Regions from separate parts of the Mus musculus genome. Here all the other regions are linked to region 3. A link is a contact called in public Hi-C and targeted proximity ligation data. All regions are on one chromosome and are shown on one strand. The core of a region is the stretch at or near the end of the contact, and the rest is flanking DNA. Distances in the headings are between cores, read along the strand shown.

Region 1 (3,801 bases), core at 848-3,347, 680 kb before region 3:
AAAGAAAAAAAGAGAAAGGAAGAGAGAGAGAGAGAGAGAGAGAAAGAAAGAAAGAAAGAAAGAAAGAAAGAAAGAAAGAAAGAAAGAAAGAAAGAAGGAAAGAAGGAAAGAAGAAAAGAGGAGGAAAAAGCCCTTGCTTTTCTGAAATTCTGCTCAGTGACTAAAGTGAGAAAAGAAAATGACAACTCCATAGATTCAATGGATAATTATTTTATTGGAAAGAGATATGCAAAAAGACTAAAGGAACAATTTTACCAAGTTATAAGTCTTATGTTTGCACCTGAGGTTAGAACTTTAAACTGCTAAAATTATCAATTCTCTGGGGAAAAACAAAAAACAACAAAAAAACTGGCCTAGCATCTGAGCACATGATTGCCTTTACCTAAAATAGTAGTTAAGGGATAAAACTCAATATAACATTAACTAATCTAATGTGCACAAGTCAATGTTTTCCAGTGGATTCAGAGTTCTTTTTACCATAATGATAATCACATTTAGAACATTTTTATTACCATAAAAATACATGGTGCCCACTAGCAGGGACTATTAAACCCCTAGTCCTTAGGAGTCACTAAGCTGTTTTCTGTATCTCTAGATTTGCCTGTCATGGACATTCTTCTATATTAATGGACTTGCATAATGTATAGTTTTTATGAATGGATTTATTTTTAGCACATCTTTGAGATATGCTTATCTGGTAGCAGGTAGCCAGTACTTTGTACCTGTTTTTCACCAATTAATTTTTCCAGTCTGGATATGTGGCATTTTGTTTGTCTATCAGTTGATGGGTGTTTAGAGTACATTGAACACCCAATGTATATAACTTATTAAAACCTCATTTTGAGGGGCTGGAGAGAGAGCTCAGCATTTAAGAGCACTGACTGCTCTTCTAGAGGTCCTGAGTTCAATTCCCAGCAACCATATGGTCGTTCACAGCCATCTGTAATGGGATCTGATGCCCACAGAGCAATGCTTGCTAGCCCCTCTTAAAGCCTGAAATTAAACATGGTCAAAACACATAAAAAGATGCTCAGTTTTGTTCAAATCCAAAGAAATACAACTGATGATCACATTGAGGTACTATTTTGTATTTAATTGGGAAAAAAATTCATGTCTGCTAATATTGACATTACACCAATATGATCTCTTACATTGTTGGGAAAATGTATGACTGTCTCAAAATGAAACAAAACAGCAACACCTGAAAACAATTGACAGGAAATTCAGTAGTGAAGCTGGAAATCCAGCAAACCCCAAGAGAGTATACATTGAATGGTACTCTTTTTTATGAAATTGAAAAACAAACAATGGTCAATGTTATTTATGTGCGTGTGTATAAGGACAAACCATAACAAACACATAAAGGAATGTTCAGTATTCCCAAGAAGATTCATGATTATAGTTAGTATTCTAGGCTGGGGTAGAAGAGATGCAATTTAATGTTTTTGGGTTAGGGTACTATCAAGGAATCCACTATAAACACACACAAAGGAGTCCAGAGACTAATGAGAATATTATGAACCAATAAATACAATTATTGATCTGAGTTTACCTTATGTCCAAGTAAAGGAGAAAGAAAAATAAATAAAACTATTACATTGTAAAAGATGAGATAGCTATAATACATAATTATCATTGTAGAATAATTATAATATATAGCATGACTTCACAATTACTCTTTTCCTTGTGAATGAAAGAGATGGACTTCATGAGAATAAAAAAAAAATGGCAACTTGAAAAATGTCTGTCCTGTGGTGAAGCTGCCCAAGCCTAATAGGTGTTGCCTCAGCCCAAGCAACAGACAGTGGCTAACAGCTGGAGCCCACTACAGCTTCGAGGCAAGGGAGCTCCTAGCGTCCTAACAGCAAAGTGCAGTTTGGCCCACGGGCAGAGGGCACGCCCCTAGAGCGTGCTTCACACCCGGGGGGTGTGTCCCTCTCTATAAGGGGCGTGTCCACTGTGCGTGGGGGTGTATCTATCTCTGCGTAGGGGCGTGCCTCCCCCGGGAAGGCGTGTCTAGTTTGAATAGTGGCGTAGCTGGAGGGCGGGCTGGTTCCTCAGAGGCCTGCTCCGCGACGCGTTGTGGTGACATCATCAGCCCCGCGCCGACTGAATCCTGTCGCGGAAACGCGACTGGCGGCAGCTCTTTAGTTCTGGAGTCACTGGTGTCCTGCTGGCGGCATGTTACCTGCTGTGAAAACTGTGGAGGCGGAAGAAGAGTACGCGGAGGATTGTCCTGAATTGGTCCCCATTGAGACCAAGAACCAAGAAGAGGAAAATCTTGACTTCATCACTAAGATTCCAGTCACAATTGTCACCGGGTACTTAGGTAATTAAGGGGGGCTGCCGTGTCTCCTCAGGCACCCGGGCCTCCTGGCCGAGGACGAATCTTCGAGGTAGGGGCTGGGGCCTCTCTTCTAGCATTTTCAAAGGTAGTTTTGAAACTCAGACTCACCTAATGTTATGGTCTCTTGATTAAGTTGTCTTTCATTTGTGAAGCTCATCTCCCCTCAGTTTAGAGTAGAAATAATAAAGTCATCTGAGTTTTCTCATTAAAAAACAGAAAAACAAAAAACCAAAGCAAAACAAAGCCAAATGGTCTATTGTTATTAAAGGATGCCCTGGTCAAGGAAAAAAAAAAAAAAAGAAAGAAAAAGAAAACAAAGATGCCGACTGTAGATTGCCTGACACCTTGCTTAGTGGATTCCATTTCACAGGAACCAAACTCTTCCAGCCATTAGTGACAAGTCCTAAACTGTGCCCTCCCCTTTTGAGGTCCGCTTGGAAAGCACTGTTAAGAGATTGATTTAGAGTAAGACCTTTGTTTTGGGAACTTTCCTAAGCTGGGGGTCTTGAGGGTGCACCTCGGGGGTGTGGTCCTTGGAAAACACAGATTTGTGAAACACGGTGCAGTTTTCTGAAGATCAGTCCACGTGCTTATTTTTTGTTGGAAATGTCTAGATATCCTTTTAAAGCATTACAGTTAACAGCAACAACAAGTAAGTGGCTGAAAATGTGGACAAATAAAAATTGTGGAAAAAATATGAATCAAGTGGTACTCTCATTCCTGTGTGTTGCAACAGACAAGTTGAATCTCGGTGCACCCTTTAGATACAACAAAGAAATCACTGTTGTCTCCACACCACCAGGTTTTGTTTGTTTGTTTGTTTGTTTGTTTGTTTTTCCCCTTCTAGAGTCAGACCAAGGATATTCTAGATTTTACTTGGGCTTCATTTTTATAAAGGAATAACGTTTTGGATTCAGATGCTATTCTATAGAATCAGAGCAAATTTCCTGGTCCAAAGAACATACTTCAGAGTTGGCCCTTGGCCTTTCTGCATTTGGCTTACTGATAGATGAAAGGGACAATACAGGTAATGGCCTGAAGCTCTGAGATCAGGACTAACTCCACCAACCTCCTTGTTCCTGACTGAACCTAGGGGACAGCTGGCCTCCTGTGTCTTTTTTTAAATTTTGATATACCGGGAACACTGTTCCACTAGCCTCCACATTTTCGTTGTTTTTCAACCTATTTCTCTGGCTTCCATCCTTCAGATTCACTTCTGTATAGTTTTTAGTTTAATGTCTTACAGGCATTTCCATACTTAACATGTCCAACACTCTGGACACTAATAATTTCTCAAATCCTGCTCCTGAGATTCCCAACCATCTGCAACACTAACAATATTTCCTCCTAACTCTGGTAGTCCTGAGTCTCCCTGCTCCTTAATATATCTTGGTGCTAGCCCTACCTTTCACCAAAGTGTTGCTTGATTGTCACATCCTTTAGTGGGTTCTACT
Region 2 (3,975 bases), core at 1,093-3,592, 830 kb after region 3:
CCATTAAACGGGGCTTATTGCACTAGTCAACTTGCTGTTGTTGCAACAAATACCTGAGATGATCAACTTATAAAGAGGAAAGGTTTCTTTAGGCTTACGGCTTAGGAGTTTTCTGCTCAAACCACGGGAGAGGACATGTGCCAATGCAAAGCTGTTGAATTTATGGCCAAGATTTTGGAGAGAGAAAGAAGAACAAGCTGAGGACCCACCACCCCTCTAAGAGCCATGCCAACAACTTGAGGACCTCCCAGAAGGCCACACCTCTTAATTCTCTTCCATATAGCCTGTGGCACCAGGTTGAGAAACAACCTTTTAACATAAGGGACTTTCAGAAGCACTGTGGATCGAAACTGTAGCAACAACATAGCAACTTCTTATGAAGATCAAATGAGATTATTTCTATAAAATATCTGCAATGATGTATATAATAAACGTTCTCTTTTCTCTCCTACCTGAGGGAATGTATATAAACACAGTGAGTAACATTCCCCAAACAAGTTTCTGATCCTTTGAGCCATAACTTACAGAAAATTCATGAAAATATGTCTGAACTTCAAAGACGAATCCCAAACACTTTTTCAAATTATGGAGGTGGTTATTGGATTTTCCACTACTAAAGCAACACTGGAGTGATGACCTAACGGGGCAGCAAGCCATCGGTGGGGAAGAGCATTTTGAACAGTGGAGATGGCTAATGTAACATCCTGTGAGAACACAACTGGACTGTTTGGCAGGACAGAAACAAACCAAGTGTTGAGGGCTGACAACGAGGAGATAAGAGGTTTGGCTAGATGTGACAGGTCCTTGTGAAGAATTTGGATTTCGGTAAATGATATGGGAACTTGTGGCTTCTTGGGAAAAGGCTATTTTTGTATTGAGGGGAAGCCCTTACAACTCTAGTTAGAAGGCAGTGTGGTAGGCAAGGCTTAAGAAGGGAAAAGAGCAGGATGATGAGGCCACTGTGGTATCCCAGGGCAGTAAACATGCCAGCAGCGACCAATCAGGGCCTGAATATGAACATGGAGCAGGTGGGTACCTGGTGTGATGTCAGTCCGGAACAGGCAAGATTTGGCATTGTCTTGGGAAGAGGAGAGCTTTCGGGCCTGACTCTAAATTCTCAAGTTTTTCTGTCATCAGCAATTGGAAAACAACGCTGTTAACTAAGGTGGAAAAGAGGAAGTTTGACATTGTGAACCATTCTCCTTGAGACCTGTTAAGTCCAAGACAACTTGCAAGCATCCACTCGGATAATGGTCAGGTGATAGTGAGACAGAAGCCAGCAGCTACTGTGCTTCCCCAGCATCATCAGTCATCAGCCTCTGATATATGCGGTGATGTCTAAATGTGAGGGACGAGGTAAAGCGCCCAGGGAGTGGTCAGAAAAGGCAGCAAGAGATTAAGGACGAGCTTCAGTCAATCCAGTGTCAAGGGCCAGGGAGAAAGGGCATCCAGGCCCAACAAGACAGCTGCTGTGGAAGGTAGGAAAAACAAGCTTGAGAGGTCAAACTGAAGACAGTGAGCAGAGCTTTGACAGCTGAACAGGAGTGTTTTAGACCAGCGGTCCTCAGAAAGTGGGTCCGGGCCAACCTCAGCTGGAAACTGATTAGAAATGTACAGAATCAGGAGTCCCACCACAGAAATACTGGATGAGGGACTCAAACATGGGCCTCTTTAGGGGATTAAAAATAAGCCTACTCTAGACACAGAAATGCCTGCACAAGCATACAAAGGGGATTAAGAAGCAGAAAAAAACTAATATACTTTTAACTATTTGATATCAGGGAAATGACCCTCTCCCCAACCTTCCATTAGAATGGCTGTTTGCAGAAGAGGACTGCCCCCCCCCCCCATTTCACTGGACCAGGGAACGCTGAACATCAAGCATGCCAGACATTCTTCTGCCCAAAAGGAGTGTGTGTGTGTGTGTGGGGGGGTACTATTCCAGGGTTAGCAACACTGGGTCGAACGCTCTGAGAATTAAAATTTATCCCACGCCCACCATATCCAAAATTTCCTCTAGAAAGCCCTAAGAGAATTCCATTCCTTTCCATTCTAAAGAAAGGTGGTTAAAATTAGGGACACACACACACACACACACACACACACACACACACACGAGAGAGAGAGAGAGAGAGAGAGAGAGAGAGAGAGATAGTTACAAGCTACATGCAGGGAAAGCTGTCCCCTGAAATAAGCTGTTTCCCACCGTGGATGGGCGGGGCAGGAGTCTCTGGTCTCAACCCAGCAGAGGGACTGCCCCTTCTAAGTGTATGCAAGAGGTCTGGTCCCCAGCTTTAAAATTCTGGACGAAGGCACCACTTGCTGACCTCTCCTCTCCCCCAAGTGGTGGCTGGCCCTTCTCAAGTGTGCAGTTGTCTCCTCCCTGTCCAGTCCGGCAGTCGCCCGGGGCCCAACCGGGCTACGAGTGGCCGGACGCTACAGCCTTGCGCAGCGCGCTCTGCTCCTCAGACTCTTCGAATTTGAGCAGCCTGTGGCATCCCCCAGCAGGTCCCCCAGCTCCTTGCCTAGCACCCTCCCTTCCCTAGGAGCAGCGGGCCACAGTGAGCCAGCAGCCCTCGCGGGTCCTCCTGCCTGAAGTTCAACTATGCTACTAGAAGGGGTCCTGCTGGTAGTGCAAGGTAAGAACCAACAGGAGACCCCCCCGGGGAGGGCGTCCTGGAAACTCGCTCCCTCTTGGGCTGTCAGGGTGGGGTTCTGGTGTCCGCTCCGCCATCCAACAGCTCTTCTGGACAATTCTCAGCCACTAAGCTCCCGGCTCTCCCTGGTCAAGCACGGGATGGGGGTGGGTATGGAGTTGCGCAGAGGAGGGTCCCAGGAGTGTTGAGGGAGGTCAGACATCCTTCTCTCTTTCCTTCCCACAAGACTCCCCGAACTTCACCAGGTAGTCCCCAGGGCTAGTGCAATACTACCAGGCAGAAACCCAAACTGAAAGTCCCTTTGTGCCCGCAGCCTTGCAGCTTGCCAATGCCCTAGACCTGCCCGCTGGCTCCTGCGCCTTTGAAGAAGACACGTGTGGCTTTGACTCCGTGTTTGCGTTTCTGCCTTGGATACTAAATGAGGAAGGTAAGGGGACTTCGTAGAAAGATGCTCGAGGTGAACTTTCTTCACGTCTTGTTCCTCCCAACCCCCCGGAAGTAAAGATATCTTGGAGTTACTTCCCTTTGGGAGGAAAAGTGTGTGAGTCATGAAACCTCCTTCCAACTCTCCTGCAGCAAAGAGTGGCCAGGGAAACCACGGGAAAGGGGGCGGAGGGGAACAGCTGTGTACCTGGCTCTGAGCATGCGCTCCTACCCCCAGCACACCCTATTGAAAGGGACAAAGGGGATTCTGCTAATGATTGTTGCCCCTAGCCGTGTGCCCCCTGCAGGCTGATAGCCTTGCTAGTCTCAGTGGCTACTTGCCCGAGCTGAGATTGTCAAACGGACTAGCTCACAGGAAGCTTTGCAGAAATTTTCCACACGGTTGTGAGCGTCCTCTGTGCTAAGCTCTCCCACTTTGGTCCACCCACAGCAGTTTTACCTGTGATTCATCCTTTCCCATTGTATCTAATTCAGCACTGGACAAAAGAGTTAACTCCACCACGGAGTCCCTGAAGCCACTGGGCTAGGGCCAATTGATCAGTCACATTACTCTGCACCGCTGGGGTTCCGGTGACAACGTTTAAGTGAAAAGGAGTCTGTGATGTGTTTTCTTACCCTTCATTGTTACAGTAAAAAAAAAAACAAACATTCCAGTAACAAGCACTGGTGTCCCTCTCCTTTCCTTTCTTCGCTCTTATCACCATCATTTTGAAACGTGTTACTTTGGACCATTTATTTGGACTTAGAGTAGACTCCCTTAGAAGACATGCTGCTGTATAAAGGAAGGCCGCTGAGCATTCTCCCAGCTCAGGCAACCTTGGAGTTCAAGTCATCCAGCCTGGCTCCCTGGAACTGGACGCTTGCTTAGGACGGA
Region 3 (3,992 bases), core at 734-3,233:
TTTTGGGAATATGTGCAACATCACTTCCGACCGGAATAGCTATCACTGGAACTTTCCATGCCTCTTCACCAGAACGTGCCCCTCCCTGGTACTGGCTTCTGTGGTTTGAATGCTTTTGTCAACTCCATGAATTCTTCTTGAGACCCTTAACACACACACACACACACACACACACACACACACACACACACACCAGTATTGGAAGATGTTGCCTTTGGATGGGTCTGGGTCATGAGGGCTCAACCCTTGCTATACACAGGGCTTGTTGGAGGCCTTTCTGTTGTGTGAGGAACAGCATTCTTCTCTTCCTCTCCAGAGGATCCATTTCTGTTCTTTATAATCTAACCAGCCTCAGGCAGTACATTACAGCAGCACAGAATGGACCATGATGCTGACCGGTAGCGTAGCCCTCACTGTTTTGCAGACTATTGGCTTCCATGGATGGGCACATGATCCCAGAGAGCCAGTTAGAGCTGTGATATTGAAACTAAGAAAAACTCCTTTTCTAAGACAGAGGGTGTAAGAGCCCTCGGACCAGAAATCAGGAAGCCAGGGTTCTAACTCCCCTTCAATCAGGGGGGAGTCACTTAATATGTCAGGGCTTCCAATTCCATATCTGAAAATTAGCTACAGGTCAGAGAGGGAGAAGGAGAGGAAGGAAGGAGAGAGAGAAAGAGAGAGGGGGAGGGTTGCATTAGCAGTCACTACAAACTTCCCCTTTCCTTTGTGGCTTTTTGTGGGAAATCAGAAGCAATAGTATCCCAAGTCAGGTGGTACATGGAGGATGTTCTTAAACGCTTTGCTGCTGACCGCTGCTGTCATTCAATCCTTCTTGAGACCCTGGAGGCAAAAGACTCCTCTGACACTGTCTCTTAACTCTTGAAGCTCAGAGTTCTCCAGTGTCATAATGGCAACCCGAGACAATGCACAGACTCCTTCTCACACTGACATAAAAGCCAGGAGAACTACCAGGAGTGTGAGGAACCTGTTGGGGCTGCTGGGGGGGAAAAAAAAAAAAACAGCTATGAGGAGAACCAATCACCAGTCCTGACTACTCCTCATCCAAGAAGCATTCGGGTACTTCAGCCGGGCACTTCCTTATTCCTACTGTTGTTTCAGAATCCCATACATGTATACAATGTGTTTTCGATCAAACTCACCTGCCACTCCCAACTCCTACCGAACCACCCCACCCCTCCTCCCAATTTTATGTTCCTTTTTAAATTTTTATTTATTTATGTGTTTATTTGTTTATTTACTTATTTATTTTGACTAGGTCTCACTATGTAGCTCCGGCTGTTCTGAAACTCACTATGTAGCTCAAGCTGGCCTCGAACTCCATATACCTGACTCTGCCTCTCGGGTGCTGGGATTAAAGGTGTACACTACCACCGCTCTGAATTTTTTTTTTTTTAAACCGACTCCACTTAGCCCTAACAGTGTATACAGTGTAGGACCATCCCCATGGAGCTAGGACAGCCAATCAGAGGCCATATCCCAGAAGAAAACTCACCCTCCCTCATCCTATAGCCATCAGCAACCAATAGTTCCTCGGCTGAGCCTGGGGCTACGGAAGCCCCTCCTCCATTCATGCTGCCTGGTACTTCTATTGCCTAAGAGATGCGGAATTTGAGATGATCGGGCAGTTGAAGCTAGCTGTTAGAACTAGTTTTGTTTTGTTTTTTAAGCAAAGCTATTTTGATCACCAGCGTATCTTCAGAATCACCCACTACCACTCTGTAAAATTGTTGTCAGCGAATAAACTTGCAGGGGTCAGTGTTTACACACTAGTGCTGCCCAAGGGATACGTTGCGAGTTTGGCGCAGAGCAGGTTCTGGGTTCTGGTTAAAGGTCTGCACAGGGCTGTAGTGCTGGACCTGCGCGCAGGAGCCCAGCCGCGGCGCTCGGGGGGGGGGGGGGGCGGGGGGGGGCGGGGGGGGGGCACGGCCACCAGGTGGCACCACCGAGTCCTCGCGCGGGGCGGAGCGGCCGCGGAGCTGGAGTAGCATGTGGGCGTTCGGAGGTCGCGCAGCCGTGGGCTTGCTGCCCCGGACGGCGTCCCGGGCCTCCGCCTGGGTCGGGAACCCGCGCTGGAGGGAACCGATCGTAACCTGCGGCCGCCGAGGCCTACATGTCACAGTCAACGCCGGCGCCACCCGCCACGCCGTGAGTACGCGCTTCGCCGGGCCGCACACCGGAGCGCAGGCCGCGCCCGCCCCTATGCCGGGGACGCGCAGCGCGCACGCGCCGAGTCGCTCTGGTTGCGCGCGCGTTTGGGTGCAGGGCGCGCGCGGTGTTTGCGCGGGCTTCGGACCTTGGCGGTGGGGATGGGAAAAGACGAGTTTCCGTAATTAACACAGGATGTATAGCGTGTGCAGCAGGGCGTGTTTATTATTGTGTGCACTCCGAAGTTGCCTTTTTCAGGGCGTGAGACTAATGGGGTTGTGGAGTTGCTCTGAGCAGGGCTTTTTGTTGCTTGTTTGCCTCACTCTGTATCCCTGGCTAGCCTAGGATTGGCTGAGTACCCCAAAGTGGCTTCAATCCTGTGATCCTCCTGCCTCCTCTCTGCTGGGATCACAGGTGTAGCAGCAGAGCCCTAGAGTCCAGCTTTTGGAAAATGAGGGGATCTTGGTTCCACGTTCTGACTGCGCGGCGCTGGAGAGCCCTGTGACCTTGGGGAGACCCTAACTGTCTGGGGGCAGGGCTTGGCTTTCTGTTCCGAGGAGATTAAAGGGTAACACCCATTTTGCGATTTTGGCGGGAGAATTAAACTGTATTCGCAAAGGCCTTAGCACTTCAGATAAGTCTCGGTTCTTAGTAGATGCAAAGAACAGAATCTGTTACTCCGTGGCTTGAAAAGACAGCAGTAGGGTGAAGGAAGGCTTTCCGGAGAGGGCCGTGATAGATGCCAAAGAACGGGTCTGGGGAGCATTCTAGGAAGGGGAGAGCTATGGACAAAGGTGGAGTAGGCTGTGGGATAATAATGTCTACAGGTTTAAACCCAGCTTAGGATTCTTGAGGTCCTGTCATTAAAATAAAAAACAATAATAAAAATAGGGCTAGCTTTGTAGCTCAGCAGTGACATGGTCACTTAGCGTTCAAGAGTTCTTGGGTTCTTTCTATAACACTGAAAAAGAAAGTTTAAAAACAAAACAAACAAAAGTGGACTGGTCAGAGAGAGAGACGGCTAGGGTTTGAAGGGCCGAACCTGTAACCCATGCTTCCTCAAACACTTTCTTGGATGTTTACTGCCCTGTTCTTCCCTTGCCTGGCGCCTGACAGCTGGGCTCCAGTTGCAGCTGTGCACTTTGGATTTCTGCATCTCTGAGAGCCTGAGCAACTTTGTCTTTGGCATCTCCGTTTCCTCGCCTGTACAATGCAAATACAGTCGGTCCATCTTTATGCTCAGAGTCTGTTCTCAGTGGCTCAATATCGTTTACGGTCCCCAGTTGTCTACCCTGATGCTCCTACAGTCACTTTGAAAGCGGCAGACTGGCCAAAAGCGCAAGGCTCATGGAAGGTGTCCCCTCCCGGCCGTTGTCCAACAAGGCTTGATTCCGCTGTCACGGAGTGAGCAGATATTCAGTCTCTTCAGCGAAATGCCTGTTTGCGTCGATGTACCTGTGGGAGACTTTGTCGTTTGAAAGTGGTCCCCAAGCCTAGAGCCACAGTAAACATAGTAAGATTGTGGAATGGCTTGCAAAGAAAATGTATGAAAGAAACACCTCACTCAGGTGGGCAGTGGTGGCACAGGCCTTTAATCCCAGTACTTGGGAGGCAGAGGCAGGCGGATTTCTGAGTTCGAGGCCAGCCTGGTCTACAGAGTGAGTTCCAGGACAGCCAGGGCTACACAGAGAAACCTTGTCTCGAGAAAAAAAAAAAAAAAAAAAAGAAAGAAAGAAAGAAAGAAAGAAAGAAAAAAAGAAACACCTCACTTCAGCATGAGTTATAAGTGTTCTTGCTTCAAGTTCAAAGCTGACAAACCAATAATA
Region 4 (3,851 bases), core at 609-3,108, 720 kb before region 3:
AGTTATTCCCACTGACACAAAAGCCGGTACACAGTTGCAACCCTGGCAATCAGAAAGTTGAAGCAGGTCAAGTGCTCGGAGTTCAAGGCCAGTTTGTGAAACAAAGTGAGAGACCTTGGAGAGACAGAAAGAAGGGGAGGAGGGAGGAGACCAAACATGAGAAAAATATAAAATGTGTATGCCCAATGGGATATACTTAGTTTGCAGCAAAACTTTGTAAGGAAATTTGAATGTAGCCTGGCTCTTGGTTTTCCTAACACTGTTTTGCTTGGGTGGTTGCTTCTGTTTTGTTTCCTTGTTGCAAGGTCTCTGTATGCAGCCTAGACTGGCATCCAGCTTGTGATTGTCTTGTCTCAGCCTCCTGAGGGCTGGGATGATGGGTAAGTCCACCACTTCTGGCTAAGGACTTTAATCCTCCACCCTTGGGTTATACCAACCCCGAAGCTCCTTGCAAGAGCGTCTCCAGGCTTGCATTAGGTCCCAGACAGTCACTTCAGATCAGTCTCACCCCTCCTGAATCCCTAACAGCTTCCTGCCCTTGTTCCTTGTTTCCTGGCTTTTTTTCTTTCTCATGACAGGGACAAAGAGAGGAGAAGCGGGGAAGGCAATGATGACAGCCATCAAAACTTCCTATGCCCCTACGGCCCCACTGCAGCCAGGACAGCCTGATGAGGGGAAAGGCTCCGATAGGAAGACTGAATTATGATATAGTTACCCTTTAGCATTTGTATACAGTCCACATTAATAATTAAACTAATTGGACAGATGAAATAGTGAAGGAAGTGAAAGGTCTTGCTCACAACTGCACAGGGAAACTCCACTGGCCCTCTGTGGTCCTTACCGCTCACTATTCAAGGATGGTGATTCCTAGTGACTCCAGCTTCACTCACTAGCAGCCCAAAGATGAATTACTGTGGGCCAGCGTCCCACATGCAAAAACAAACAAACAAGAACAAGAAAAAAACACCAACCCTGGAAGTCCTCCAGAGCGCTGCCCTTCCACATTATCTTTTAGCCAGGCAGTCTAGATTTCCCAGGTCAAGGCAAAAATGCCCCCTTGAATACTTGTCAGCAGTTTTCAGTGGAGGAAACGCCGCCGCTTGAGTCTACCGAGAACTTTATGAGTAGTCAACTCACAGAGATGTGGCGTGTGCAGCTCTGTTTATAAATTGGAAATCCCTGTGTTCTTCACTTTTCTAGAGTGCTAGAAATCTTTAAACGTCAGCTACAGCTCATTCCCTTTCGCTTATTTAAAGGAGGAATTTTTTTAAAATCATTTTTTCCACTTCATGGTTGGCTCCTTTTGGACCAAGGTATAAAAATAGCGCTGCCATCCAAAGCCAAGATGTTTTTTGGAAAGAGGGGGTTGAAAGAGCCCTAACCCTGGACCACGGACCGATCTGCTTCAAAGCAGGGCTGATTTTCAGCCACTTAGCTTCTTTCCGCTGTCTCCCGACTGGAAGGAAGGCGCAATTTGTTAAGCCAAGTTCGGGCGCGCGACCCCGCGCTCCGGGTCGGGCCACCTGTCTCAGAACAGCGAGGGCGGCGGGAGCCACGCCGGGTTGGGGAGGTGGCGCAAGACGCTGGTCCGGACAGCAGCGCGGGTGACAAGAGGACGAGAATGAGTCGCCACGGGGACCGGCGCGCCCCGCCGCGGACTGGCCAGGAACCGCGCCGTCTTACCTGTTGATCTTGAGCGCGAAGGCGCGGCGCTCGGCGCTCGGCAGCGTGGCCATGGCGCGCGCGCGCGGTTCCACGGCTTCGGGGCTCGCGGGGCTGCGGGGGGACGGGACCCGAACGCACAGCCGCTGCAGAGCCCGGCGCGCCCGGCGCCAGCCTCATCTGTCAGCCGCGCCGCGGAAACTTCCGCATTTCCACCTTGGCCGCGCAGCTCCCGGGGGGAGGGCTCTGCTCCCTCCGCCGCCCGCGGCGCCGCCCGGCCTGGCACGCACCGAGCGCTTGGCGAGGGCGTGGACGCCGCGCCGAGCCGCGCTCCGGATACTCAGAGTCGCCGGCCGCAGGCGCGCGTTTCCCCCGCCGCTGACCCGGGACCGACGGGCACGGTGGCTGCGGAGCGCGGACCGCGAGAGCTGGCCGGAAACGCCGGCGGCCGGAGCCGGAGGGCGACTGGGGCAGTGAGCGCTGGATCCAGAAGCAGCCAGCGGGGTCTGGAGGGGCCACCCGGTGGATTGACGCCATTCCTGGGAACATTTCTTTTTAAGGCAGCCTCTTAGGACATCAGTCGACTTTTTCCCAGCCGAAGGCGCACTGTCATTCATGGGACACTTTATTATAATGGCTGCATCCCACGAGTAAATATTAGGAGCTATATGACTTTTCATTTTAGAACCTGAGGGAATACACAGCATTGAGATTGACCGGTATCTCAACAGAGTTCTGTTTTACATGGAGAAACCTGACCAGACCACAAAGGAGAAATCTGGAGAAATAAAAATAAAAATAATCCCCAAAGGATGAGCGTGGAAAAGACTGTGCCTATTTCAAGTAATATATTTGGTCCAAGTTGTGTTGTATGAACTCCGTGTGTTTCCACTTGTCAACTTGCCTTCGGAAACACGAAAGGGCTATATTTTTGGCTCAAAGCTGCAGAGTCTAGATATGGAAGCCACAAGCCACATGTGGCCGTTGGCCACTTGAATTTTTGGTTAGTCTAAAGTGAGATGGGTTGGAAAATAAATACACACTGGGTTTCCAAGACAGTACAGAAAAAAAATAAGGCAAAATGTCTTAATTTTTGTATTGATTGCATGTTAAAAACAATCCTTTGGAAGCTGTTAAGTTAAGAAACATATTATTAAAGATAATTTCACCTGTTTGTTTTTCCCTGTATTAAAATGTGGCTCCCATTAAGAAGATGTAAAAATTACTTCCTTAGCTCACATTTGCTGGCACATTGAGTTCTTACTGAACAACACTGGTCCACTACAACTTAATTTGTAACCTAATACTAAAATACTGGCCGACCATATGCTATTTATTCTTGGCAGCCTTCTTCCTCTGCTTCTGGGTAGGTAGTTGAGCAAACCTTCAGAGCTGGTTAGGTAACTCTCCCCCTCCCTCATACCAATGCCTTTAAACATAAAAGACAATGTGTACAACATAACAATACAGAGACTCTAAGTACAGACCGACAGAAAACACGACTTTAATAAACGAGGCCAACTATTCCTTGTAATCCAAACCTGTAATCTCCACTACTCAGAAAGCTGAGGCAAGAAAGAGGATCACAAATTCAAGGTCTGCCTGTGCTACAAAGCAACTGCAAGGCCTAACATTCTCAAGGGCCTGGATTCATTCCCAGGGTCAATTTTCTAGAAGGCTTAAAAATATATATCTGTTGTTTCTAACTTCCAAAGGTCTCCTAAAGATATTTACTACAATGGGATTTATGGGGAAATACTTGGATAGAAAAATATTAAAAGAATAATTGTGTGTGTGTGTGTATCTTCATTCTGTGAACAATAAGTAACCCATTGAAACATTTTTACCAGAGCCTTTAGTCCACGTACAGGTGGGCTTGTCTTGGGTTTCTAAATGTTCATGGCATGCACTTTCATACAAATCAAAAATATACTTGGTTCCACATAAACCCAAGTAAAATGTAATGAGGTTATCTTAAATGGCTCAGATATTTCCATTAGGGAAACTTTTTTGAGCCGGTCAGGAGTATATCATGGCACCTCACACCTTGCCTCACATTATACTATATTCAATGTATAATATCTGACTGTGGAGCTGAGCTTAATCTAATTACCGTTATCCATGTTGTCATTTTATGCTTAGAAATACCTTCACATTCCCTTAACAGTCACTGAGATCATCAAGAATGT
Region 5 (4,080 bases), core at 132-2,631, 960 kb before region 3:
TGAATTCCCAGCTAAGTGAATGTCTGCACGGGCAGACAGACACTCCTCCATCCTCACCCTTTTTAATCTCCCCAATCAACTGACACACTTTCCCGCAGCCGCCCTGCTCAGCACTTTCCCAAAATTTAGCTGTAAAACAACCGAAGGTTGATTACGTGTCTTCTCACTATCTATCTATCCCTCTTACCCGAGGGAAGAGACAGAAACAGCAGCCGCTCGGTCCCGGAGATGGTTTTTGTGGAGAGGTGGGAGCGTTGTTGATGGCATAATTTTATTATTATATGAAAAGCCAATGACTCATGAATTTTAAAGTATATTGATGTGTATTACATCCAACTTTTAAAATAAAACTTAAATAGATTAAACATTGAAGAGCCCAACAACTTACTGGAGAGCGATGCACGAAATGAGAAACAAGATAACTAAGTACCGCATAAAAGCCAACTCTAACAAACTCGCAATTAACGCAAGGAGGCTTTGGTTCCCAAGTAGCCCAGGTGACAACCAAGGTCACTGATCCGGGGGATTGGCATTCCTGATTAGTCTTGGGCTCTCGGTCTGATTCCATACTTTAATTAGACGAACGGAGAGGCACCTCGGGAGAGAAGTGCAGAAAACAAGCGCTGGGGGACGCCACAGAACATTGCCAACGCGAACAACGAGGCCTGCGCCGGGTCAGCCGCGCGGAGTCAGCTCAGGCCGGACCGCCCGCGAAAAGTTGCCTTTGAAAGTTGCAAAGGGACCTGGTGAGGGGGGATGAGACTCACCAGCTCCGCGGCTCCCGAGCGCGGGGTTTCCCACGTACCTGCGCGACCAAGTGTGCCCCGGGACGCTGCCACCCGTCCTGCTGGACCTGACACTGCAGGTCCTCAGGAACTCAAGCAGGTCCCGGAGCTTAGGGCGGCCCCTAAAGGCCGCACCCACCCCTCCCCCACGCCCAGACCCTGCAACACCAGCTAGGGCCACCTGCCGCTCCGGGACCGGGATAAAGGAGCACTAATCGCCGCTTCCTACTGCCAGAGGGTACACCAATCTTACCCTGGGACGCCTCGGAAAAGGGCGCTGCACTGCACTGCACTGCACTCCGGCTCCGAAAGGACGGCTTAGTATCAAAGGACCAGCGCGCCCCACTCCAGGTCGGGAGGCGCCGCCCCCTCGAGCGCCAGCGGTGATCCCAGGCGACTGCTAGCCAAGGCAACCCCACGGACCTTCCCAGGGCAATCTCAGGGCCAGTGTCGCCGTGCGCTCCAGCACGCGCCAAGAGTGTGAGGCTGGGCACCCTGTTGGCTCAGGGTAGAGTCGGAGTTCAGGCGCCCCAGATCGTCCCTGCAGGGGACAGGAGCGCAGCGTTGCCACTACTCACCTCCAGCGCCGCGAATCTGGAGCTGGCACAGGGCGGGCGGCTCGCGGGGAGGGACCGAGAAGCGCTGGGCGGGGCCTCGGGCAGCGCCAGACTCAAACCCCAGTTACACTAGATCGCGGAGCAGAATCCTGCAGTGGCCGTGCAAGAGTAACTTGCGGCTGCCGGGAGCCACCGAGTGCAGGGACACAAACCGGCTGCAGCTCTAACCGAGAAGTCCGCAAGGCACCGCGCGCTCTTTGTACCCGAGAGCCGGCCGTGGAGAGCCCAGTGCGCCTGCGCGCCGCCGCGACTCTCCTAGGCGCACCTCCACACCACTGGTTCCTACCCGCCCGAGCGACCCTCCCATTCGCCCTGGAGGGGGTTCGGTGCGAGCAAGTTTTCGACCTTGGGAGCTGGGCGCGCCAGGAGCAGAGTAGCACCCTAATAGCGCCTGTTACCGGGCGCCGTTAAGACGTTGGCTTGGGAACCTGAATGGAGTAGGAGACTCGAGGTTTCAAGTCCGCTCTGGAGCCGATGGAAAGTTCCAGCCAACTAGCAAGCCGCAGGGACCTAGATTCATTCCTTCCAGCACTCCTAGCAGAGTGAGGAGTCTGGAGTCCAAACTGACAAGGCCTGGCTACAGGGTGTGGAGCACAAGAAAGAAGTCACTTGTCCCTAAAAGCTTCATCAGAAGAAAGGGCAGTAGATCCACAAGAGATGAGTTGGGAACTGAGGCACAAGTCCTCTTTCAAGAAGATGGCCAAAGACAGAGAGTCCAGTGATCAAAAACAACATAACTGCTGGGGAACATAACAGAAGCCTGGAAGCCGGGCAGTGATGCTGCATGCCTTTGGTCCCAGCACTTGAGAGGCAGAGGCAGGCGGATCTCTGAGTTCCAGGCCAGCCTGGTTTACAGAGTGAGTTCCAGACAGCCAGGGCTACACAGAAAACCAAAAAGAGAAGAAAGGGGGTGGGGAGAAGAGGAGGAGGAAGAGGAGGAGGAGGAGGAGGAGGAGGAAGAAGAAGAAGAAGAAGAAGAAGAAGAAGAAGAAGAAGAAGAAGAAGAAGAAGAAGAAGAAGAAGAAGAAGAAGAAGAAGAAGAAGAAGAAAAAATCTGGAGCGAGGAGGATCCTTTGCTAAATAGCAAGTTCCAGGCCAGGCTGAGCTATATGAAAAATGGGTATTGCTAAAACAACCATAAAGACAGATTTGAAGGTTCTGATCGTCTCGATTGTTTCGTGCCCACTCCACCACACACACACACACACACACACACACACACACACACACACACACACACACAGCACCCCTTCTCCTAGACCAGACTGTTAGAACAAGCAAAAGGCAATGGGTAACAGAGCAAAAGGTCTCCTCCTGGGAACCTCAGTTTCTACATGGGTTAAGAGGGTCCTTGGATTCAGTAGATGGTGTGGGAGACACCACTCATACAGGATAATTCCTGAGAAACGTGCTTACAGGGAGAGGATCGGAACCATGGGATTCCTGTTTTTCAAATGTCCTCACCTGGCTAGCTAGACTGCTCAGTCAGTGGGCTGTAAGTTCAGGAAGACTGGCTGCCTTAGTAAATAAGGTGGGAAGCCGTCCAGGAAGACATCTGACTTCAAGTTCTGGCTTCTACATGCTCACATGAGTATATATGTTCATCTGCACACACTAGTGTGCCTACACATGAACATACATACATACACATGCAAAAAAAATAGTTTGTAATGCCTACCCCTCCAGAATTCCAAGTCTTGACTTCCCCTTCATTTCTCCCTCCTTACATTTACTCAGCAAGCATTAAACATATAGGATCTCAAAGAGTGGGCCGATGTGATCAATAAAACACAGCAGGCCCAGTGTGGTAGTGCAAGTCTTTAGCCGCAGCACTTGGGATACAGAGGCAGATGCATCTCTGGGGGTTCAAGGCCAGCTTGGTCTCCAGATTATTCAATGCTACACAGTGAGACCTTGTCTCGGGGATGAAAAATAGATTCAATTTTCAGATTTATATTTGAAATTTTATCTTTGATTTACTCATTCTTTTACATTAAAGCCAATTGACACATCATTTAACTCACCCTCACTGTGCACAGTTGGGGGGTGTTTGAGTGTATTCAGAAGTACCACTCATTGTACCCTGCAAAGAAACCCCACAGCCATCAGCAGCCTCCCCTCCCCTCCCCTCCCCTCCCCTCCCCTTCCCTCCCCTCCTCTCCCTTCCCCTCCCGTAGCTCCTGGCAACCACTAAACTGTTTACTTTCTGTCTCTAAGGTTTGCCTGGTTTTTGTTTCCTATGAATGAAAACATAGCGATATGAAGGCTCTGAAAGCTGGGGCCTCTTTCCCTTGGAATAACACCTGAAGGTCCATCCAGGCTGTAGGATACCCCATCCCCTCTGCAGCTCCCCGCAGTGAGACAGGACTGGGAATGACCTAAAGAGAACACCAGTCTTTAGAATGGAATGGTTCACAGAGGGAGGCAATTCTTGGAAGTGCAACATGCAAAAAACAAACAAACAAACAAAAATCAGTGATGTGCTGGTCTTCCAGAGAAATTCTAACCCATCAAACAAGTACTCTGTGCGTGCATAGGTCTTTTTTGTTTGTTTGTTTGGTTGGTTGGTTGTTGTTGTTTTTCAAGACAGGGTTTCTCTGTGTAGCCCTGGTTGTCCTGAAACTCATTCTGTAGACCAGGCTGGCCTTGAACTCAGAAATCCGCCTGCCTCTGCTTCC
Region 6 (3,786 bases), core at 13-2,512, 760 kb after region 3:
CAATTCTGACTAAATGTCCCCATACTGTCTAACTCCTTGGCATGACACACTTGTGACTCAGACTGAGGTTACAGCAGCAGGAGTTGTTCTTGGAGATACAACATTTTCGTTGGTTGTTTTGAGACAGGATCTTGCTATGTAGCTCAGGCAGATCTCCATCCTCATACCTTTGGTCTCTCCTTGACTGCTGAGGTAACAGACATGTACCACCATGACTGTCTGACATACAGTGAAAAAAATCTGCTCATTTTCCTTTCTACTGTATGCACAGAAGCAAGACAGGGCACGATGAAAATGCCTTCTGATGGCCAAAGCTCAGAGCTCATCCTCTGTCCTCTCCAGTCTTTTTCCTTACACACTAACCTTCTCACCTATAGCAAAAAAATCATGTCATATATATAAATATACATGTATACATATATGCATGTGTATGTACAATATATATTACATATATACATATACACATATAATATATTATATATATGTGTTTTATATATACATTCAAATGGAAATTAGAAAAATAAGTTTTAAGACAAGAGACTAAAAATCGGAAGACTTGACCTTCTAGCTGTCAACAATGCCCTAAAAACCTGAGTTCTTCTCATTCCCTTTCTACGAGATGGCACCTTCTCAAATGAGCTCTTCTTGGAGTCTCAAAATGGCTGTAAGCCCTGACCTGTGTGCTCCCTGTCCACCTCGACAGCATAGGAAAATGTCATCCCAGCATCCCCCATGGAAGTCCTGAGGTCACTCTGCTGATCTCGCTGAGGTCACGTGCTCACCTCTAATCTAGTTGAGGTGGCTAAGCGGTGAAAGCAAAGCCACAGGCCAGGTGGCACGCCTTATGCCTACGGGCAGGAGTCGTTTCTAAAAGCATGTAGCTCTCTGAAATGGCATCAGAGGTCTGCCCTTTACTGATGTATTTCCAAGAGCAGCAAATTGTTTCAGGTCCACTTGCAGGCACACCTAAGCTTATCTCTAGCTAGATAAGCTAGAAAAGTAGTCTAACTTTTCTCAGCCTAAGCATTCCTACTTAAGTCGGAGTATTATCTAGAAACAAGAACCATGTGGAAGAGTCCAGAACTGTGTGGAAGCTTGTGGCCAGAGACACACGATCACAGAGAGGTGGTCAGCGGTAAAGACTCCTTTCCCCTGTAACAGTGATGAGGTGATGTCATGACTTCAACTCTCCAGACATCTGTTGGGAGGTTCCTGTTGCTAAAAGTGGAAGGACTGATTAGAGGACAAATTGCACAGAGCCTCCGCTCATTTCTAACCAAAAGGGAAAGCCAGTTGGTGTCCCAGAAGGTATGGTGACCGTAGGAGGAAGTGACTGAATCATCTCGGAATTTGTAATGGCAGGGAAGAGGAACAAATGGGCATGTTTAGACACACCCATTGGCTTTTCTTCTTTTAATCTGAAATCAGTAAAATGAGTTTGTAGTGTGTTTCTAAAAGGGACCATCACTTACGAAGAACGCGTAGCTTACAATAAAAGGATGCTTACTTTGTAATCATGGCTTATTCTAATGACGGGGATGCAGGGAGTGTCCCTTACAACCACCCAAAGAGAGGAATAGAAAGAACAGAAACAGAATTTTGAAGGAAAAGTGCACAGTCAAGGCTGAGCATGAGACCAGAAGCACAGATTTGTACCAATAAATCATACAGAAAAGCCAGCAGGGAGCAAGTTGATTGAGACTGGAAAAATATTAAAAACTAAGAGACTCTTTCATCTCTACCTTTGTGTGTGTGTGTGTGTGTGTTTATGTGTATGCGTGTATGTGTATTTGTGTGTGTGTGTGTGTGTGTGATTTGTGTATGTCTGTATGTATGTGTGTGGTGTGGTGTGTGTGTGTGTATGTGTATGTGTGTGTGCATGCGCGCAAGCACTCACATGCATGGGTGTGGGTGTATAGATGGGCAAAGTGGGAAATGGCCACTGGACCAGGCAGTTTTAAATCAGACAGGGGAATGTGGAGTTATCCATTTGTTGCTTCACTTGTCCCCTGCCCACTCCCTTTAGAAAAAGGCTTTCCAATGTGGAAAGGCTAGCATTGCAGAGAAAACTATTCCAAAAGAAAAAAATACCCCAGGAAAAACATTAGCCCATCCGGATTCATTTCTGTAACAAAGACAAATAAATGGCATCCCCAGATAATTAAGCAACTACCATGGGATGTGAATGGCCTCTTTCAAAGAGAGCTACATCATGATCCCTGAAACCTGTGACTATGTGACCTCTCATCGTGAGTAGGACTTTACAGATGTGGTTAACTAAAGCTCTTGTGATGGGAAGATCCAACTACCTAAATGGGTCCATTGTAATAACCAATGTTCTTATGAGAAGAAGGTTGGAGGGTCAAAGAAGCAAAAGAGGATGTGGGGAAAGAAACAAAGGTTGGAGTGATGCCTCTGATGGCGGCGATAACCAGCCAGGGAATGTGAACAGCATTTAGAAGCTGGGAAAGGCAAGGGCAGGGATTGTCCTATCAGAGGCTCCAGGAGGAACCAGTCCTGCCAACACCTTCGTTTTAACTCAGTGAAACTGTTGTTGTTTTTGTTTTTTTTTTTTTATTATTTCAATGCTGTACTATAACAAATCTGTGCTGTTTGAAGCCAGAAACTCCATGGAAATATGTTTCAGCAGCAACAGCAAACTAATACAAGCCTGGTGTTTCCGAGCTAGAAAACCACTGTAAGAGGAATGGCACAGAAGAGTGGCAGTGAGCACATCCCAGTATTATCAGGTGGTACAGGATGCACAAGTATGACACTTGTCATTGATAAAAGTTTGAATTTGCTTATTATAGAAGTTGCCTGAAAATACTAGAAAAGAATGTTAATACCAAAAGCAAGCTTATAAAGGAACGCATTCTCTTCAAATAGGGTGATTCTGGTTTTAAAGTTATTAGGTTTATTTTTCAAGGACACATCTGTATCAAACAAACAAACAAACACTCAAAGAAGGTTTGGATAAAATCCCTAAGGATAGTAATTTGCATATAAGAGAAACAAATGTAGACCAAGTCATGAAAGATTTAGGGAGATTTATAGTTGACTGAACAGATGTACCAGAGTGTGTTGTCTACTGGAACAGAGCCATTTAGGAAAAACAAAAGCAAAAGGCAGGCCAGTCTTCTCAGCCACCCTTCATTAGTAATGTGCATGATGCTGTAAGGTACATTGTTACTACATGGCCAGCTCTGCAAAGAACATGGGCAGCTCTGCAAAGAGCATCCTTACTGCATGGGCAGCTCTGTGAAGAACATCGTTATTACATGGGAGGCTCTGTAAAGAATTTCCTTGCTACATTTTGTAGATAAAACAGTTGTTAAAACCATAACTGAAAAGAATTCATACTAAAAAGGATCTTCCTAGATTAGAAAAAGTGAGCAGATGCTAGAAGCGTGACAGGAGGGAGTGACAGTCAGTGCCGGCACAAGGCTTAAAATTTGTGAACTACAGCATAGACAATGTACGGAGACCTGGAATGCCAGCGATTCTTATTTCAGAAAAAAAAATATATGGAGATTTTATTTGATGATGAATGGAATTCAGGAAGAACATGGTCAAATTATAACTTCATTGGGTGGCAATATTAGAAACTGCCTAGATCCACTGCTGCTGGAGGAAGTATCAAGTTTTTCTCAAAACACAAGCAGAATGCAATGTGAGAGGATCTGAAGAAATAGAGAGTATTTCTTATATTTCACCTGAAGTGTGACCCTTGTCTTCTTGACAGCAGAGATTTGTTCTGTTTGAACATTTTTTAACTTACTATTA
Region 7 (4,223 bases), core at 1,423-3,922, 510 kb before region 3:
GTGACTGCCAACAAGCTCAGAGACCTGAGTTTGATCCCCGGGATCCACAGAGTGGAACAGGAAAACCAACTCCTGCCAATTGTCCTTTGATTTCCACATGTGGACCCCTACCCATATACACATGAACACAAAGTGAATCAAATATTATTTAACAAATGTAAAGGTGCTGGTGAGATGGCCTAAGTAGGTAAAGGTGTTTGGCAGGGAAACTCAGTCACATGAATGGGATCCTAAAACTCATGAAAGGTGGAAGGAGAGACCAAACTTCACAAAGTTGATTTCTCCTACCACACACACACACACACACACACACACACACACACACACACACACAGAGAGAGAGAGAGAGAGAGAGAGAGAGACAGAGACAGAGACAGACAGAGAGAGGGAGAGACCCACACATATATATCAGGTACACATAAACACACAGACAATAATAATAACTGAAACAATAATCGGTTATCTGGAATTAACTAATAATGTTTCTTTTTATCTTAGTTTTCATTACTTGAAAAAGTAGTATTGCTCCTGTGTGTATTATATATGTCTGTGTATTTTGCTTGTGCTTATGTGTGCATATACGTGTGCATGGAGGCCAGAGGTTGGTGTCTTCCTTAATCTGCTTTCCACAAGGCTGGGCCCTGTGCCCATAGGAGGGTAGGAGGGGATGGAGGAGGCTTGTTCTGAGAGGCAGCATCCTGGGAGACCCTGAAGCCTACGTTTGCGAGGAAAGCATCCAACAGAGCCTAAGTTTGCAAGTGAACTAAGAGATTAAGATTTGGACCTGGGGACACTTGACCTAAGCAGGGGACTCCAAACACCCCCTGAAGCCTGGGAGGGTCTCAGGAGGTGGGACAGCTGAACTGGTGGGCTTGGGAATGAACAGGGAACTATGGTCAGGACAGGGATCAACTTGGGTTAGACAGAGCCCTAATTCATCATTACATAAAATTTTCTTTATTTTTACCTCATAGCATTGTTGTTATGCACTTAGACTTTAATTTTTTGGTGTGTGTACATGTATGTGCTCTTGTGTGCATGTGTGCCTCCTTGCACATGTGTGTTATGTAATAATGTGTATAGGAGTGCAGCTATAAGTAGATCAGAAGATAGCTTTCAGGAGGTTATGTCTTCTGTCTTGTGTAAGGCAGGGTCTCTCTTGTTTCTGCCATTGTGCTGTAGACTCTAGACTATGTGGCTTGCAAACTTCTGAGAGATTTTCTTGCCTCTGCCTCCTATCTCACTGTAGGCATGCTGGTATTACAGATGCTCCAGCACCTTGGTTTTTTGACTCTTCGGAATCCCAACTGGGTAAATGTTTTTATTGACTAAGCCATTTCCCTAACCCTATTCCTTCAATTCTTGATCATAAGTGTGTTATAGCAGAAGGTATTTTAATGTAATGTACTGTGCCTTAATAATATGTATTGATTTGAATAATTTCTAGACATGGTATTTATGTCTCAATGTGCATATGTCATATACATACATTTTTGTTGAATTAAATTTATCCTCTTTCAGAAAATTCCATTTTCTAGGACTTAGAAATGAGTGTAGAAGAAACCAATATTGTTGTTGCTATTTTAATGGTACCATTAAAGGCAGCATGGCTGGTGTGTATTGAATGATGCCCAAGTCCTATGAGGTATAGTGCATTTGCTGCAGACCTGAGCTAAATTAGCCATGCCCAGGAAAATTGAGAAATAGAGAGGCTCCCCCATAAGTGTTATGCATGACTTTGTGCCATCTACAAGAAACTGGATCAGTGGGAGAAAAGTAAACTTTGGGTGAGGTCCTTTTAGCCAAAGAAGTCTATCTAAGAAGTCACGTGTGGTTCTGATGGTATCTATACCAGCACATAGGGAGATGGCATCTATACCAGCACATAGGGAGATGGCATCTATACCAGCATATGATGAGAGCTGCTGTATAAACAGCCCAACTCCCTTGCCCCTCATGAGGGAATCTCAAGATGGGCATTTCCTCTAGCTCCCAAAGGGCCCTCGTGGGATTAAGTTCTTGCCACCCCTGAAAAAAACTGGCCTGAGATCCTAACTTATATTAGTTTTTTCCCCCCTTTATCTGTTTATCTGTCTTCTCACTGGTTTTCTTACCAGCAGAATAAGCTATGTGTAGTTGAACCTCTGCAGGATTCAAGTCTCTCCCCAGAGAACTCAAAAAAAGGTTCCTTTTTTCTCATTGACTCTTGAGATGTTTTAAACCATGCCAAATCTCACCCTGCATATTGACCCAAGCTTGGCTTCTGTAAAGCAGGCAACGAAAACATTGAAACATCCCACAGTTACAATAGTTAACTTAGAAAGTGCTCGGCTCTGGGGAGTTATCTTGGACCTCTTTGAATAGGTAATCCCAAAGGGGCATTTCTACCTTTGATGGTCATGTATAACTTTATTATTTTATGAGATTAGCTGCTATGGAACTCTTTTATGGAAAGAGATTTAAGAAAGTCAACAAGATACACATCTGCCACGAGGGCAATTTTATCTTAAAAGTGGGATTTCCCTTCAGCCTAGAATGCTGACTGATTTTTTTTTCTTCTCTAATGGGGTTCAGCAGGTTGACAAGAAAGCCGGGATGAAAGACAGATGGAGGTGTGAAGATTGGCTAGCCCAGGTCCCATGAGTCTCCAGCCTTTGCTCAGCTCTTCGCCTGTTATAACTATCTCCTTCTAGCCAGACAGTGCCTGTCACTCGCAGCCTGTCACCAGGCACGGCTTCTTATCTCAGTCAGCAGAAATTCTTATGAAGTGGGTTTTCTTGTCAAAGCACCCAGAGACTTGCTGGGACTGGGTCTGGAGGCCCCTTCATTGATAGTGGGTTATACTTGGCTAATCTAGCAGAGAAGCCCTTCAGCCCACCCCCAAAAGAAGGTCGAAGGAGCCAGGGAAAACACTGGCTCTGGGCTTCCTGGGACTTGCGTCTCTCTTAGTAGGAAGCCTTGATCTGTGGCCCTGAATGAGCCACTTCATGCAATACTGTTCTCTTACCCCCTCCCCCATCAGATCAATATCTAGGACACAGAATAGGCCTTTCTAGCTTCAAAATGGACCCGAGATGCAAATTTAGTGCTGGGAATTGGTTCATTACACACCTAGTCTTGCCAGGAAACTTGCAAACACTTGGGATCAATACTTGCCCTGTAATGGGTCCTGACTAAGGCTGTGCATAGTCTTTCTCCCCGGTTGTCATGGAAGATCACCCTTCTATGCTGCAACCCAGAGGTCCCGGAATTTGATGGTATATACCAGAATGTAGGGAGAGCCAGGGAAGAGCTCTTAGTTCTGCTTCAGTTGGACTGTCTGCCCTGCTACTGGCTTCTCAGTTGGCTTTAGTTGTACCGTCTGTGGTATAGGAGCCTCTGATAGTATCTTCTCTCAGCTTGGTTTCACTTCACATGAGACATATCACTGCCAAAGTCCTCCCGAATGCCTCCAGGGAGCAGGGAACTTAACTCTCTGCCTTTGGTCTCTCTCTTTTGCTCTGTTTCAGTCCTGACAAAAGCCAGTTGTTTTCGAGGGCAAACCTAACGCCCTTTTCAGTCTTATCATGCACTGCTCGGTTGGGCCCATTTCCCTGGGCAGGTCGTCACACATTTTCATATGCAGGAGGAAGGGACTGGCTGGGAACGTTCCTTCTACACTTTCTGACATTTCCCTCTCTGTTTTGGCTTAAGCAAAGTCACCCTTGGACTAAGGACCCCACTGTCTTGTGCTGTTCAGCTTTGCAGACAAGTGGGTTTATTTTTTAGCTCAGACCTTTTAGCTGCCATCTTTGCAATGTTGAAGGTGTGAGAGAGAAGCACCTGGGAAATTAAAATCTACCGCTGGTTGCTTCTCCTACACCGGAAAGGATGGAAAGATGTGTTCAGTAGTGAAGACCCAGGCCCTGATTTCTAAGGGCGGTCCTCTACTCTTCTTGCCTTGTTTGGCTTGCTGCTTGGCAGGATGGCTTCCTGTCCTTGGCTGGTCTGTCCTCTGAGACAGCCAGGTCCGTAGCTCCACATCACCTGAAGAAGCACCTCCTTGGTGCCTGGCTGGGCCAGCATAGGTCTTACTAACAGCTGACTGAGACATCACTGTAGTCGGGTCTTTCTCTTTTTCCCAGGACTCCTGACTGCTTGCCCAAACTATCCTAGTAGCCTGCCCCCAGTTCTTGTTTTGGGTGTCCGAGCTGGAGGGCAGGAGGAGGTTCTGGGAAATTAAA

What was found. Hi-C and Micro-C count contacts between places; a contact is called where the count stands out from the background.
Region 1: a contact with region 3 is called in a Hi-C map of B cells, with 9 read pairs. A contact is called at or near these places in 3 of 39 promoter capture datasets (erythroid cells, hippocampal neurons and pre-B cells), 1 of 484 Hi-C or Micro-C datasets (B cells) and 4 of 130 datasets of targeted methods (bone marrow-derived macrophages, large pre-B cells and pancreatic cancer cells).
Region 2: a contact with region 3 is called in a targeted proximity ligation map of bone marrow-derived macrophages, with 5 times the contacts expected there. A contact is called at or near these places in 2 of 130 datasets of targeted methods (bone marrow-derived macrophages and forebrain).
Region 4: a targeted proximity ligation map of acute myeloid leukemia shows a contact between it and region 3, with 2.6 times the contacts expected there. A contact is called at or near these places in 1 of 484 Hi-C or Micro-C datasets (erythroblasts) and 4 of 130 datasets of targeted methods (acute myeloid leukemia, bone marrow-derived macrophages, large pre-B cells and 1 more).
Region 5: a targeted proximity ligation map of pancreatic cancer cells shows a contact between it and region 3.
Region 6: a contact with region 3 is called in a targeted proximity ligation map of extraembryonic endoderm stem cells, with 8 times the contacts expected there. A contact is called at or near these places in 2 of 484 Hi-C or Micro-C datasets (cerebral cortex and cortical neurons) and 3 of 130 datasets of targeted methods (astrocytes, bone marrow-derived macrophages and extraembryonic endoderm stem cells).
Region 7: a Hi-C map of the G1E-ER4 cell line shows a contact between it and region 3, with 2.2 times the contacts expected there. A contact is called at or near these places in 2 of 484 Hi-C or Micro-C datasets (the G1E-ER4 cell line and embryonic stem cells), 2 of 130 datasets of targeted methods (bone marrow-derived macrophages and embryonic stem cells) and 1 of 9 other capture datasets (liver).

The regions. Positions count from the first base shown.
Region 1 is chr19:24,959,912-24,963,712 of GRCm38.p6, reverse strand. It overlaps Cbwd1 (COBW domain containing 1), which reads left to right and starts at 2,097. Exons shown (of 15, transcript NM_146097.3): 1 at 2,097-2,329. The coding sequence starts at 2,182.
Region 2 is chr19:23,446,689-23,450,663 of GRCm38.p6, reverse strand. Mamdc2 (MAM domain containing 2) reads left to right here and starts at 2,342. Exons shown (of 14, transcript NM_174857.3): 1 at 2,342-2,639; 2 at 2,971-3,084. The coding sequence starts at 2,606.
Region 3 is chr19:24,278,581-24,282,572 of GRCm38.p6, reverse strand. Fxn (frataxin) reads left to right here and starts at 1,983. Exons shown (of 5, transcript NM_008044.3): 1 at 1,983-2,166. The coding sequence starts at 2,008.
Region 4 is chr19:24,997,536-25,001,386 of GRCm38.p6, reverse strand. Dock8 (dedicator of cytokinesis 8) reads right to left here and starts at 1,858. Exons shown (of 48, transcript NM_028785.3): 1 at 1,684-1,858. The coding sequence starts at 1,736.
Region 5 is chr19:25,234,276-25,238,355 of GRCm38.p6, reverse strand. It overlaps Kank1 (KN motif and ankyrin repeat domains 1), which reads right to left and starts at 1,381. Exons shown (of 14, transcript NM_181404.6): 1 at 1,039-1,381.
Region 6 is chr19:23,518,292-23,522,077 of GRCm38.p6, reverse strand. All of the region lies in intron 1 of Gm34012 (a long non-coding RNA gene), which reads right to left. Among named protein-coding and RNA genes, the nearest start is that of Gm34012, 23 kb to the right of the region's middle.
Region 7 is chr19:24,793,095-24,797,317 of GRCm38.p6, reverse strand. The region is part of intron 6 of Pgm5 (phosphoglucomutase 5); the gene reads left to right. Among named protein-coding and RNA genes, the nearest start is that of Gm52405, 64 kb to the left of the region's middle.